3 separate regions of the Mus musculus genome follow, and regions 1 and 2 are each linked to region 3. The links are chromatin contacts, called in public Hi-C and HiChIP or PLAC-seq maps. All regions are on one chromosome and are shown on one strand. The core of a region is the stretch at or near the end of the contact, and the rest is flanking DNA. Distances in the headings are between cores, read along the strand shown.

Region 1 (4,054 bases), core at 913-3,412, 170 kb before region 3:
TCCCACGCAGTGGCGAACACTACCTGTGCTATGCTCTGCCTGTACACATCTCTCTTTGTAAATCGGGCTCTAAAGAGAGCGGTAGCTAATGAAACAGATTCACTTCTGGAATTTTCCACTTAAGTATTTTCCGATCACAGATTACCGTGAGAAACTGAGAGGGAACTGATGAAATATACATTTCTGAACTAATCAGATTTAACTCCTGACACAGGCACTTAACCCGCAAGAGCAAGGGTTAGTCTGACAAGGAAAGTTAAAAGCCCGGAGACGGGAGGGAGAGCCAGAGCCTAGCCGCCCTTGACAAATGAGATCACCACTAGGGGGAGCCCTGGAGCAAGCCAGTCCCTTTCAAGCTAAGAGGAACCCGATTGTTCCTTGAGGACGTTGTTATAAATATATAAATTTGTGTTATGGTTATGATAATCTTATACCTATCATGCATTGCTATCCCAGGGAAGGGTCCCAAGAAGCAGGCAGGGAAGCTGGGAGCATCCCAGAACAAATGTAAGATTCAGGCATTCGGAGCCCTGTTCCCAGGTGCGGCCCTCTGAGTTTCTGGCCCCTCTGGTCCTCCCGTCCACCTAGCCCTCTCACCTCAGCAGCTAAGTGCTGGAGTCAGAAGGAACCGGGGCACCATATGGATTGCCTTGCTACCCCACCCCACCCCACCCTGTGAGTTTAGCAGGGGGATCTTTCTCCTAGGCCTGTCAATCCGGCATATCAGCATCTTCCCACAGAGGAGCTGGAGAGATGCTGGGTGGATAGGCAGAAGCATGGATAAGAGAAAGGAGTGGGAGGGGTCAGGCCTCACTGTGAACATGGCTCTTTCTATGGACAAGCTGAAGGACAGAGGGCAGAAAGACAGCACTGAGGGAGGGACAGTGGCCTGCTCTGTGGTGGACAGGACATTTTGCAGAGCCGGGCTCCATATAACTTTGCCACCAGACGAGTTAGTTCTGTGACCTCGGCAAACTTCAGGCCTCCGTAAGTGTGGTGGCCGAACTATAGTCAGGAGAAAGCCATCCCCTGACCCCACCTCCTTGCAGATATTTCAGAGAACCTGGAAGAATGGTTTGGGGGACCTGATACAGAGTGGCTGCAAGTGGCACTAGTCACAGGGCCTTGGGGAAGCAGAAAGACCACTTAGAGTCAGGCTTACAGGGGCCTCTGGAGCCTGTCGTTCTGCCTTATCTCATGGCTGGAAGTTAGCAGAAAGGGTCAGGCAGGTCACAGGAGAGTGACATCACATGAGAGGAAATGAGGGCAGGTTCCTGGAAGGGGGGAAGCCAGTGCTGCGGTATCGCCCAGTGAGGAGGTTCTGTGAAACCCAGCATCCAGCAGCTAGATCTTACAAGGACAAGACCCGCGTCCCCACCCCCACCACCTGCAGGCCACTGAAGGGCAAGCGGACCCTGTGGGGACAGCAGAACAACAGAACAGCAGGATGGCAGGCAGAACCAGGAGAAAACAAAATGGACAGACAAGATAGGGACCAAGGGTGCCCAGCTAGTAGAAGAGTCCCTTGTCTCTAGACTGGCACTGGGGACAGGGGTTCAGCCATCTTTTCCCTGTACTCCTCAATTGCTGGACCAAAGGACCTGGTCTCCCTCTCCCTTCCTCCATCTCTCAGGCCCCTGCTACCCACACAGCAGATTTTCCAGGACACATTCTTCAGAGAATTTCCCAGCAATGACGTTATCTTTATCAGCCCACAATAACCAGAGACCAGGCCCCAGGCCTCTGTTGTATATTTCCCATCATGCCTTGCCCTCCCCAGGGCATTCACTGTATGGAGCAAGGAGTTAACTCTCCACTGGGGACCCTGTATCCCAGGGGAAGGGCTGAGATGAGGTGCAACTTTCCCAGCTGCTTTCAGAGGAACTGGTGAGAGCCACAGAGATGCCCTGATCTCCCATCGGCTGGGAATGGCTCTACTGAGAGATGAGAGCCTTCCTGAGGAGACACCATACAATTAAGTGTACAACTGAGTGCTCTTTTCCTCTCTCTCTCTCTCTCTCTCTCTCTCTCTCTCTCACACACACACACACACACACACACACACACACACACACACACACACACACACACACACACGGCTGGGCAATCATGCCCTGGGGGCCGGCCAGCTGCCTGAGCTCAGTGATGACGTCACAAGCCACAGGGACTTTTAGCAAATGACTCAGCCTCTGGGCCTCAGGCTTCCCACAAGCTGTGAGGCTCGTTCAACTGTGAGTCCCTGGAATTCATACTTGAAACCAAAATTCACACTTGGATTCTCCAATGTCTTAGGCTAGTGGCGTTTGGAGGAAGGGCATTCAGGGAAGTGATTGGGTCAGGAAGGGGCTGTACCTGGTGAATGCATTCATCTAGCAGATAAAGGAAGCACTGGTGGGTGGCCTCAAGCCCCCACCCCTACCCTGCACCATCAGGCAAGCCCCTTCGGCCCTGCCTCATCTCCTGACACCCTCTGTCCCACTATGACTCAGCAGAAAGCCAGAGTCTTATGCTGCTTTCTTAGACTTCCAGCCTTCGCCACCAGGAGCTGCACAAACCTCTATTCTTTATAAACTTCCCTGCCTTGGCAATTTTGTTACAGCCGCAGAAAGCAGGTTAAGGACAGGATCTGAGTCCGCCTCCCTTGCTCGACTGTGGGGAGCACATAATCGCTTTCCACACCTGTGTGGCACCGAGTAAGAGCCATTTAGCGATTGTGGTTGGTACCGTCTCCACCCACCATCTTATTTAGTCTCCAGTGGAAGGCGTCTCGTTCCAGGCCCTTTGCTTTGTTTGTTTCTGTGTAATAGAACACACTCTTGTTTGGGACAGCAGGTCTGTGGAGGGGAAGCAATGACTTCTGGGAGTCAGTCCCCTCCTTCCACCATGTTGGTTCCAGGGACTGAACTCAGGTCCTCAAACTTGCCGGCAAGCCTCTTAACCCACTCAGCCATCTTGCATGTCCATGGCTTCCTTCCTTTCTTTCTTTCTTTCTTTCTTTCTTTCTTTCTTTCTTTCTTTCTTTCTTTCTTTCTTTCTTTCTTTCTTTCTTATTGGGGGCTACCAGGTGGAGCCCAGAAATCATGCTATGTTAGGTGAGCACTTCGTCCTCAGAGTCCATCCCAGTCTCAGCACACTCAGATAAGTTCCAGAGGCTGGGAGAGGTAAGTCTTGCCCAAGAAGGAACCAGGGGAGCCAGGCTTTGAGCCCCAGTCTAACTGCCTGTGACTGACAACCACTGGGAGGAGCCTTACTGTGACCCATCTGAGTTACCCCGGTGAAGCTAGTGTTTCTGTTGTGCAGAAACTGAGCTCTGGGGCCCCACAACACTTGGCACAGGATCAACCTAGACTAATGGGCCTTAGGCACAGGCTGCAAGAGAGTGCTAGGCCCAAGGCTATTCCCTCTCCCTCTGGCCTCTCAGAGATAGTGACAACACTCAGGGAGGGGTCATGGCTGAAAACACAGCACCTTCATTCAGAAAACTCCAGTCATGGGCTCTGGTGCCGAAACCAGAAGCCAGTAAGCAGCTCCCGGAGTGGGCTGGTGGCTGAGGGAGCCACATGAAGAAGGGCACACAAGACAGCGCCCTTCCCCATGCAGACCTTCTGACCCCTAGGCATATCAGGCTTATGTCACACAGTAGCCTGTTGCTACGACAGCACGGACTCACATCACATCTCGGACAGTTTACCTCCTTTTTGTCACTGTCCCCAACATATTGGAAAAATCCAGCTTTGTCACTCCTTGCCACCCTCTATCTAGAATAAGATCAACTAATGGGCAAATGGGGCTTAGCGGTATCCTCAGTTGCTGGCCCAAGAGGACTGTCCATCTTCATCCTTCTGGCTAGCCCCCAACACACACACACACACACACACACGTCACTTCACAGCTCCCTCTGCCCCCTGCAAGCTCCCAAGAGGACGTTCTTAGCTAGACACCTCCTTGCCAGGAGGCCAAGCGAACAGGCAGGACACTGCAGGGAACACAAATACACAGGGTAACCCTGAGAGCTACTGTCCCCATGGAAGTCAACGGCAGCAAAGACAATGGC
Region 2 (3,954 bases), core at 833-3,332, 200 kb after region 3:
CACTAAGAGCGAACCTGATGGAAAAAAAGGGGGAACTCTTACACAGTGAGCAAATACAGCTACGCCCGTCAATGCACACCTGTGGCAGCTCTGTGGATGAGCCCTTCTAGATGCCAAATGCAAGACACCAACCAGAACTAGAGCATCGTTCACATCCACAGAGAACAAAACCGGACTAAGGTCCAAGACGGTCAGGATTCTTGTTGGGAGAGTTGCTATAAGGCGGTGTGGGAGGGGGGCTTGTAGGGGTTACCCACATAATCTATATAAACACACACTCACATATGTGTATAAGCATGTGCAGAATAGATGCAAAGACTGAGAGCCGCCTTCTGCCATTCTCCAAGATAGACACACGGTGGCGCGCGCAGCCTATAGGCTGCTGCCTCCAGGTCCTAGCTTCCAGGCAGAGAGCGATGAATGGGCGGGCTAGTTAATTAATTTAACACTCCTCTGCCCCGAGAGCGTGGCCCACGTGCCTGAGGGCCACCCAGTTCACCACGAGGAGGAGAGGAACAGAGGAGAGCACTAGTTTGTGATAGTATTGCTCCCCAACACTTGGTCTGGAACCTGTGACTGTGACTTTAGCATCTGGATACCTCACATGTCCTTAGAACAAGAGAAGACCCAGGGAAGGCCACAAGGAAGCAGCCTGGAGACAGGGGAGAATCAATCCTCTTGGAGTCTTTGGGGCCCCACACACGTTGATCTCAGTCTCCTGCCCTGAAGAGGCAGAAGACACCCTTTCTGTTGCACTCAGCCACCAGCTCCCTGCTTTTTTGTTACGTAGCTGCAGGAAACCAGTACACATGTTGAAAATCTCCCCTCTCAGCCTACCTGCCAACCTGACCCCCAATTATCTGTGGAAAGATAACCAAGGCTTCCGATATTTGATTCCCCAATTATCCACCCCCCTAATTTAATGTTCACCATTCATACTTCCCACTGAGGCTTCCCCTCCTCTGTCTAGGGAGGCCTGCCTTTCCTCAGTGGGCCTCTGCACAGCTCCTACCCAGCCTTTGAGGCCTTCCTTAAATGTCCCCTACTAAATAACTTCCCATGTTCTGAGTTACCGACTCTCCATAAATCCACCCTCCTCCATCTCCCCTGCCACGGAACTCATTCACTCACTCATTCCCGTGTCAGCTAAGCACTGTGTGCTCCCGGAAGTCCCACTCCTGGACTTTCCACTCTAGAACCACTATCCTAGCTCAGGTGTCGCCATCTTTGTGTCTGTGTGCTGTGCGCTGGTGTCCCTGCGTGCACAGGTGGAGGCCAGAGGTTACGGGTTTGCTGCTTCGCTTGGCTTTTCTCATGGGCTCTGGGATCCAGAGCGCAGGTCCTCATGTTTGTGCACCAAGCGCTTTACCCACTGAGCCATCTCTCAGGCCCCCAGATCTCCCCATCTTCCACCAGGATCCCAGCGCTACTGTGTCACTAGTCCCCGAGCCTGGTCTGGCCCCTCCAGACAGCCACCATTCCATAATCCTAGCGTTCATAATACACCACAGAACCCTGCTCAAAAGTCTCTCACGGCTTCCTCAAAGAGATCACTGAAAGGGAAATGGCACCTTCAAATCCCCCTTCCCCATCATTCCCTTCTAGTGCTAGCCCCACGCTACACTCTCTTGGCCTTTGTACAGACTCTGTCCTTCACCTTTGCTGTTTCTAGCTAACACATTCAATATCTCAGTGTATGCTGAAGACAGTGCCCGCCATCTCGTGCAGCCGCTGAACGAGCTGACCAGGTGCCCGTCCAAGCACTTTCCATAATGACCGCAGCAAAAGAAGCAGTGGTCTCTCTCTCTCCCAGGAAGCTTCTGGAAAGCCCTGCTTGTCTCGGGCTCTGGCAACTGGCACAGCAGAGGGTGGATGGATAAGGGGTGGGCTGGTTTCCCAGGGAAATGGAATCCTGGGGATTTCTCACCCTCCTAAAAGAAAAGAACAAATTATGCAAATTCTTGAGACAGCCCCCTGGCCACCTCCTTAGCCTCTCCCTGAGCTTCTGGGAGGGTGTAGGGCTCAGCAGAAAGTGCCCTAGGCTCTCCAGCAGCCGTTTCCTGATTACACATGAAACTGGGGCTCAGAGGTGGTGAATCACAGCAGCCGCCAGCCAGGGCACGCTGGGTGTCAGGTGGGGCAAGCAGGATGCTGGCTGGCTGCTGGCTTTCCTCCCTCTGCCATCCTCAGGGTTGTCAGCAGCACAGCACGTCTCACTGACACCATCTAGAGGAGGGCTTACCCTGGGGATGGCACAGTTTCTCATGGCCTCACTTCTCCCACCCCAGGTCGAAGCCCACCTGTCCTCAAGGAGCCTACAGCCCAAGTGGTTCACAAACCACCTGCCTGCACCTTGTGTCGGCAGAAGCAGCCATCTCGGGTTCAAAGGGCGTTAACAGGCAAAGGAGTTGACAGGAATGGTGGGGAAACCTCAAACCAAGGTCCCACGTCCAGGCACAAACCCCAAATGAGGTACTCAGAGTTCATGGCGTTAGTTCCCCACATTTCTGAGCTTCTGTGGGCCTCAGTTTCCCCCACAGTACATAGGAGGGAATGAGCTTCTGTAGTATCATGGACTTAGTGAGAGGCAGGATACACAGAAGCAAAGATTCCAGGGCTTCTGGACAAAAGACCGCTTCATATAGAGGGCATTCGGGCTGGAGGGATGGCTCAGTGGGTAAGAGCACTGACTGCTCTTCCAGAGGTCCTGAGTTCAAATCCCCACAACCACAAGGTGGCTCACAACCATCTGTAATGGGATCTGACGCCCTCTTCTGGTGTGTATGCCCTCTTCTGGTGTGTCTGAATCATCTCTGTGAATTCGAGGGCTCCCTGGCTACACAGTGAGTTCAAGAAAGTCAAGGATACACAAAGAAACCCTGTCTCAAAAACAGAACAAAACAAAACAAGACAAAAAATTAAATAAAATAAATAAATAAATAAATAAATCTTTAAAAAAAAATAAAGAGGCTGGGCATGGTGGCGCACGCCTTTAATCCCAGCACTTGGGAGGCAGAGGCAGGTGAATTTCTGAGTTTGAGGCCAGCCTGGTCTATAGAGTGAGTTCCAGGACAGCCAGGGCTATACAGAGAAACCCTGTCTCGAAAAACCAAAAAAAAAAAAAAAAAGAAGAAGAAGAAGAGGCCATTTGCTGGGCTGGAGAGCTGGCTCAGGCAGTAAGGTGCTTACTGAAGAATATGAGGTCCAGAATTAGGTGATCTCCATCACCTGTGTCAGAAACCAGGCATTGTGTGACACAGGTTCCTCTTTCTCTCTTTCTTTCTTTCTTTCTTTCTTTCTTTCTTTCTTTCTTTCTTTCTTTCTTTTTCCTCTTTCCTTGAGTTTTCTTTGTTTCATTTTTTTAATTAGCTATTTTTTAAATTTTTAAAAAAAGATTTATTTATTTACTATGTATTCAGTGTCCTGCCTGCATGTATGCCTGCACACCAGAAGAGGGCACCAGATCCCATTGCAGATGGTTGTGAGCCACCATGTGAGTACTGGGACTTGAACTCAGGGCCTCTGAAAGAGTAGCCACCGTACTTAACATCTTTCTGGCCCTGGTTTTTTTTGTTTTGTTTTGTTTTGTTTTTTGGGGTTTTTTTTTTGTCTTGTTTTTGTTTTGTTTTTTGTTTTTTTGTTTTTTTGGTGGGTTTTGTTTTGTTTTGTTCTTTTTGAGACAGGGTTTCTTTTGTATCCTTGACTTTCTTGAACTCACTGTGTAGCCAGGGAGCCCTCGAATTCACAGAAATGATTCACCTACCACTACCACTGAGTGCTGGGGCTAAAGGCAACAACCACCACCACCGTCCATCTTACAACACACGTTCCTACAATCTCAGAGCTGGGGAGATGAAGGTACCAGGATTCCTACTCTAGCCAATCAGTGGGCTCCAGGCTCACTGAGAGACCCCGTCTCAAAATATAAGGTAGATGTGGGATGTAGTAATGTCC
Region 3 (4,196 bases), core at 752-3,251:
CACACACACACATGCACACACATACATGCAAACATCCACATGTGTACACACTCACACATACACATGCACATACATGCATACACACATGCACATACACATACACTCACATCACACATTCACGTACACATGCATGTAAATAATAATAATCTTCAAAAATAGCACGCAGAGTATGGTGACACACGCCTTGAATCCCAGCATTTGGGAGGCAGAGGCAGCTGGATCTCTGTGAGTTCAAGGATAGCCTGGGCTACAGAGTGAGACTGTGTCAAACGCAAATCCTCAGTGCAGAACCAGTGCAGACTGGCGTGCACAGGGGATAGTGAAGGCCTGGGCTGGGCAGATGAATCCAGGAGGAGGGTGTCTAGGCTAGACAGCCAGGCCTGTGTTTCAGAGTCACCTCATCCTGCCAGACTGTGAGATCCATGCAAGTCTGTCTGTGCACTTACTAAGCAACTGCACACAATGGGTTCAAAATAATTGTTAGTTGGCTGAAATTACCTGATTTGAAAAACAGAAACAAAAACAAAACAAAAAACAAAAAACCTTGAGGCCTCAGCACAGCATCAATAGGTTCCAGACCCTGGGGACCCTGAAACTGTGAAACCCAAAGGACAAGTATTTCTAGGGACAGAGAAGGCCCAGGACCACACCACACCAGAACAGTAGGAGGTCTCTCCTACTCTGTTTAAGAGCTCCCCAGGGGTGGTTTTAACCCATGTCTGCTAAAGTGCAGTGCTACATCTGGCCAGCAGGCAGCGCTCACCACACACAGATGAACTTTCTTCTGCCGCTGGAAGGACAGAGCCTGAACCCCTGACCAGAACCTGGTGAGGGGATCATGGATGCGGGATTAGGGCCTGTGGCCTTGAGCAGCCCTTTAGGGGCCTCTTCTTCCCTTACAGAGACCACACACATCTGCCTCTCCCGCCTTCTTTCTGGCTATGCACCACGGAACAGGCTGCTCCCTGTTTGGATTGCATCTTCCTCCCTGAGAACTCTTTTAATGGCACTAACCTTTAATGGAGTTGTCTACAGACAACAATGTCTCAGGAATGGGCTCAGCACAGACTCTTCCCTAGGCTGGAGTGGTGGGAGGGGTGACAAGCAGGTCTCCCGTTGCCACTTACTCCTGTGGAGGAGCAGCAATGATAGATAGCCTCCCAGAAGGCCTGGGTACAAGGGCTCGCTCTCTTCCATGTCTTAAGTAATTTTCTCGGTGCCTCAGGCTGCCCATCTGTAAAATGGGAATAACTAGGTATATTTGAAATACTTAGGCCAGTGGGGCCAGCAAGAAAGCTTAATGGATAAAGGCACCTGGCACCAAACCTGAGGTTAGATCCTGAGGACCCACTAGGTAGGACAGAAGCGACCCTTGACAGTTGTCCTCTGACCTCTGTATATGCTGAGACATTTATACATGTGCACATGTACACTTACACACACTCACATGCACCCACATGACCCATACGAGACAAGATGAGGTAAGGTATTCGGAGAAATTCCCCGGGCTCCAACACAAGCCCTGGTGGGCCAAGAGGATGCTGTGGTGATCGCCAGGGTCAGGGCTAAGGGGTGGCTCATCCCTGCTGCCATGCCGGGCAGCTCCTAGTCGCAGGGAGCTCTGAAAGGCTTCAGGACCGCAGCTGTTGAACGGAGGCCAGCCCAGCACGAGGAGGAGGCCTGGCCTGGCCCAGAATGCCTGGGGAGAGAGAGGAAACAGCAAGAGGACCACTGCCAGGAACCGGGGGCTGGAAGTCTCTGTAGTGCCCAGATGTCAGGCGACAGGACACGGGGGCAGGCAGCCTGGAGCTGGAGGCTGGTATGAGAGACCTGGAGAAGTTGATTTATTAGGGACGATGAAAGGAGCTAAATATGTTTGCCGCTCAGCGATGACTCAGGCATTCCCCAGGGGTTCGAGAGAATGAGCATCAAAGAGCCAAAGGCAAAAACCTCCTCCTACCAGGGCACTGCCAAGCCCCTCCTCCTACCAGGGCACTGCCAAGCCCCTCCTCCACAGTCATAGGAAACAGCCACTCCGGCCTACAAGGCCCAGGCAGTAGCTGACCTCACCCAGAATGACTGAAGAAAGATCCCCTCAGAGAGAGACAGATAGGTCCAGTCCTGGATTTTCTCCAAATTGCTGTGTGATCTTAGTCCAGTGGCTGGCCCTCTCTGTACCCACATCCTCTCCCACAATGAACCAGGCCCTGTCTCTTTCTCTCATCCCATTGGCTTCTCTCAGAAGCTGAGTGATGTTTTCTTTACCAGGAAAAGCTCCCAACTGCTCTCCAGGAGAGAAGCCAGACTCCACAGAACCTGGGAAAGGGGAGGCAGCCGCTTTCCAGTGCCAAGTCGCAGGCCTGGCGCTGGGACCCAGGATGAACTGTGTGCAAGCTAGAGGTCACAGTGACTGACAGAGGAGCAAAGAGAAAGCAGGGAGGGGTTGGGGGAGACATGCCAGCCTGAAGGTCTGCTCTAGGAAGTGTGGGAAACCCAGAAAGCAGCTGGACACATGTGGGAAGTGGGGAGCAGTTTGATGGATTGGGGGGGCATTGGGGAACTTCCCTGTTTCGTGGCTGCCTTAGAATAACAGGACACGGAAATCAGCAGAAAGACCTACCTTCAGGTGTGCAGTCTTATACTGTGGGCAGTGTCCAGAGCCTCTCTGGGGACTCTCCATTAGGATGGATTAAGGGAGACACAGGGGACTGGCAAGTATGTGGGGGAGGTGGTGGCCAACAGCCTAGTACAAGGCCAGACTCAGGATAAACAGGTCACTGTCAGTGGAGGGAGCTACATGGTGCAAGATCCCCTATTGGGATGGTCAGCTAAACTAGCTGAGAGGCCCTCCCCTTCCCCCTTGGCCCCCCCTTCCTGTTCCTGTCCTGTCTCCCTTTCTTGGTCACCCTGCCATGGCCCAGTGGCATATTGTAAGTAACTGCAGACCTGAGTTCAGATCCTGGCTTTCCTCAAGGCCAGCTGTGTGGCTCTGGGCCAGATGCCCTGCTGTCTCTGAACCTTGTCAGCTCACCTCCTGCCCCAGGAATCTGGGGTTTCCCAGCTGTAATCTTTAGGTCCCAGAGTCTCCAACTGAGCTGCTAGCCCAGGATAGCCCAAAGGAAGAGGTAGACTTTCTCTGGGTCTCCAAAGTCCCTGGCCACTCTCTTCTCTTACCTTAAAAGCGGCAGTGGTCTAGCCTTAACAACTCTACCACTAATGACTCCACAGTTATCCCTCCGTTTTCTTTTTCTTAGAGTTGTTTGGAGGTTTGGTTGCTTGAAATGGGGTTTCACGGTTCTAGGCTGGCCTAGAACTCATGGGTAGTCCTCCTGCCTTAGCTCCTTGAATACTGGGATTCATTTTCTGAGACAGAGTCTCACTCTGTAACCCATGCTAGCATCAACTCATGGTGCACCCCTTCCTCGGCCTCTGAGATTCTAGGGTTCCAACTCTCTGCCTCCACACTCAGCCTCCCCTTGATTTCTTGACATCTCCGTGTTCCGCACGAGACACAGACAGCACAGCCCACCCGGGCCAGCACGGATGCCACAACCCAAAATGCCAAACATATCAGCCACTCGAGCTGCCAGCATCCCCGGCTCTCCTCCTGCTGCCCTCGGCCTGTGCCGCAGAGTGCCAGCCAGCTTCTTCCAAAGATGCCAACATTTCTCTTGTCCCAATGGTGTGGTTACAGCTCAGCTTCTGGTACAGAAGCATGGTAGTCTGGGGCTGCCCTCGAGGAGTCTGGGAGCGCTGTGCAGCTGGTTCTGAGACACTCCGTCCCATGTTCTGTTTAACCACAGCCAGTAACAACAGCCAGCCTTCCTCCCTTCCTCCCTTCCTTCCTTCCAGAGGAAACAAAGGTTCACTATTGTAAAGGTACCAACACAGAGACACACCCCGCCCCGCCCCCCCCAAAGGCAGAAGATTCCTCCATCTTCTGAACATAAGTCACCACTTCCTCCCAGCAGCTCGCACAGGGGGACGGGACCACTCCCATTCAGTTAGGAGCAGATTGCTTATCATAGTGGGGTCAGATCCTTCCACTGAGGGTCAGATCCACAACCTCCTCAGCTTGTCCCACCTCTAAAGGCTACAATGTATCTCTTTCCATCTCCCTTGAGGATTTTCCCTGAATTAATACAGACCAGAGAGGACCCATCTCCACTGCAAAGAAATGATTTAATAAAACATCC

The links. Hi-C and Micro-C count contacts between places; a contact is called where the count stands out from the background. HiChIP or PLAC-seq counts read pairs in DNA pulled down with a chosen protein or histone mark.
Region 1: a FOXA1 HiChIP or PLAC-seq map of pancreatic cancer cells shows a contact between it and region 3. The contact joins two enhancer-like sites. A contact is called at or near these places in 1 of 15 datasets of contacts at CTCF or cohesin (large pre-B cells), 3 of 484 Hi-C or Micro-C datasets (cerebral cortex, double positive thymocytes and peritoneal macrophages), 2 of 115 datasets of contacts at active chromatin or transcription factors (bone marrow-derived macrophages and pancreatic cancer cells) and 3 of 9 other capture datasets (adipose tissue, embryonic stem cells and liver).
Region 2: a contact with region 3 is called in a Hi-C map of the N1E-115 cell line, with 10 times the contacts expected there. The contact joins two enhancer-like sites. A contact is called at or near these places in 2 of 15 datasets of contacts at CTCF or cohesin (the NIH/3T3 cell line and pro-B cells), 17 of 484 Hi-C or Micro-C datasets (the C2C12 cell line, the HL-1 cell line, the N1E-115 cell line and 6 more), 9 of 115 datasets of contacts at active chromatin or transcription factors (the HPC-7 cell line, the NIH/3T3 cell line, Th17 cells and 6 more) and 2 of 9 other capture datasets (liver and pancreatic islet).

Annotation. Positions count from the first base shown.
Region 1 is chr15:78,448,094-78,452,147 of GRCm38.p6, forward strand. The region is part of intron 10 of Tmprss6 (transmembrane serine protease 6); the gene reads right to left. Among named protein-coding and RNA genes, the nearest start is that of Tmprss6, 19 kb to the right of the region's middle. Within about 2 kb of position 2,163, at least 218 of the 459 cell types and tissues checked have an H3K27ac peak or open chromatin away from gene starts, as enhancers often do. A contact at or near this core is called in adipose tissue, bone marrow-derived macrophages, cerebral cortex and 1 more, where this site is marked.
Region 2 is chr15:78,826,374-78,830,327 of GRCm38.p6, forward strand. No RefSeq gene overlaps it. Among named protein-coding and RNA genes, the nearest start is that of Cdc42ep1, 14 kb to the right of the region's middle. Within about 2 kb of position 2,083, at least 55 of the 459 cell types and tissues checked have an H3K27ac peak or open chromatin away from gene starts, as enhancers often do. A contact at or near this core is called in the C2C12 cell line, the HL-1 cell line, the N1E-115 cell line and 2 more, where this site is marked.
Region 3 is chr15:78,622,865-78,627,060 of GRCm38.p6, forward strand. It overlaps Gm52187 (a long non-coding RNA gene), which reads right to left. Exons shown (of 2, transcript XR_003951539.1): 2 at 4,164-4,196. Among named protein-coding and RNA genes, the nearest start is that of Gm52187, 4.3 kb to the right of the region's middle. Within about 2 kb of position 2,002, at least 133 of the 459 cell types and tissues checked have an H3K27ac peak or open chromatin away from gene starts, as enhancers often do. A contact at or near this core is called in the C2C12 cell line, the HL-1 cell line, the N1E-115 cell line and 5 more, where this site is marked.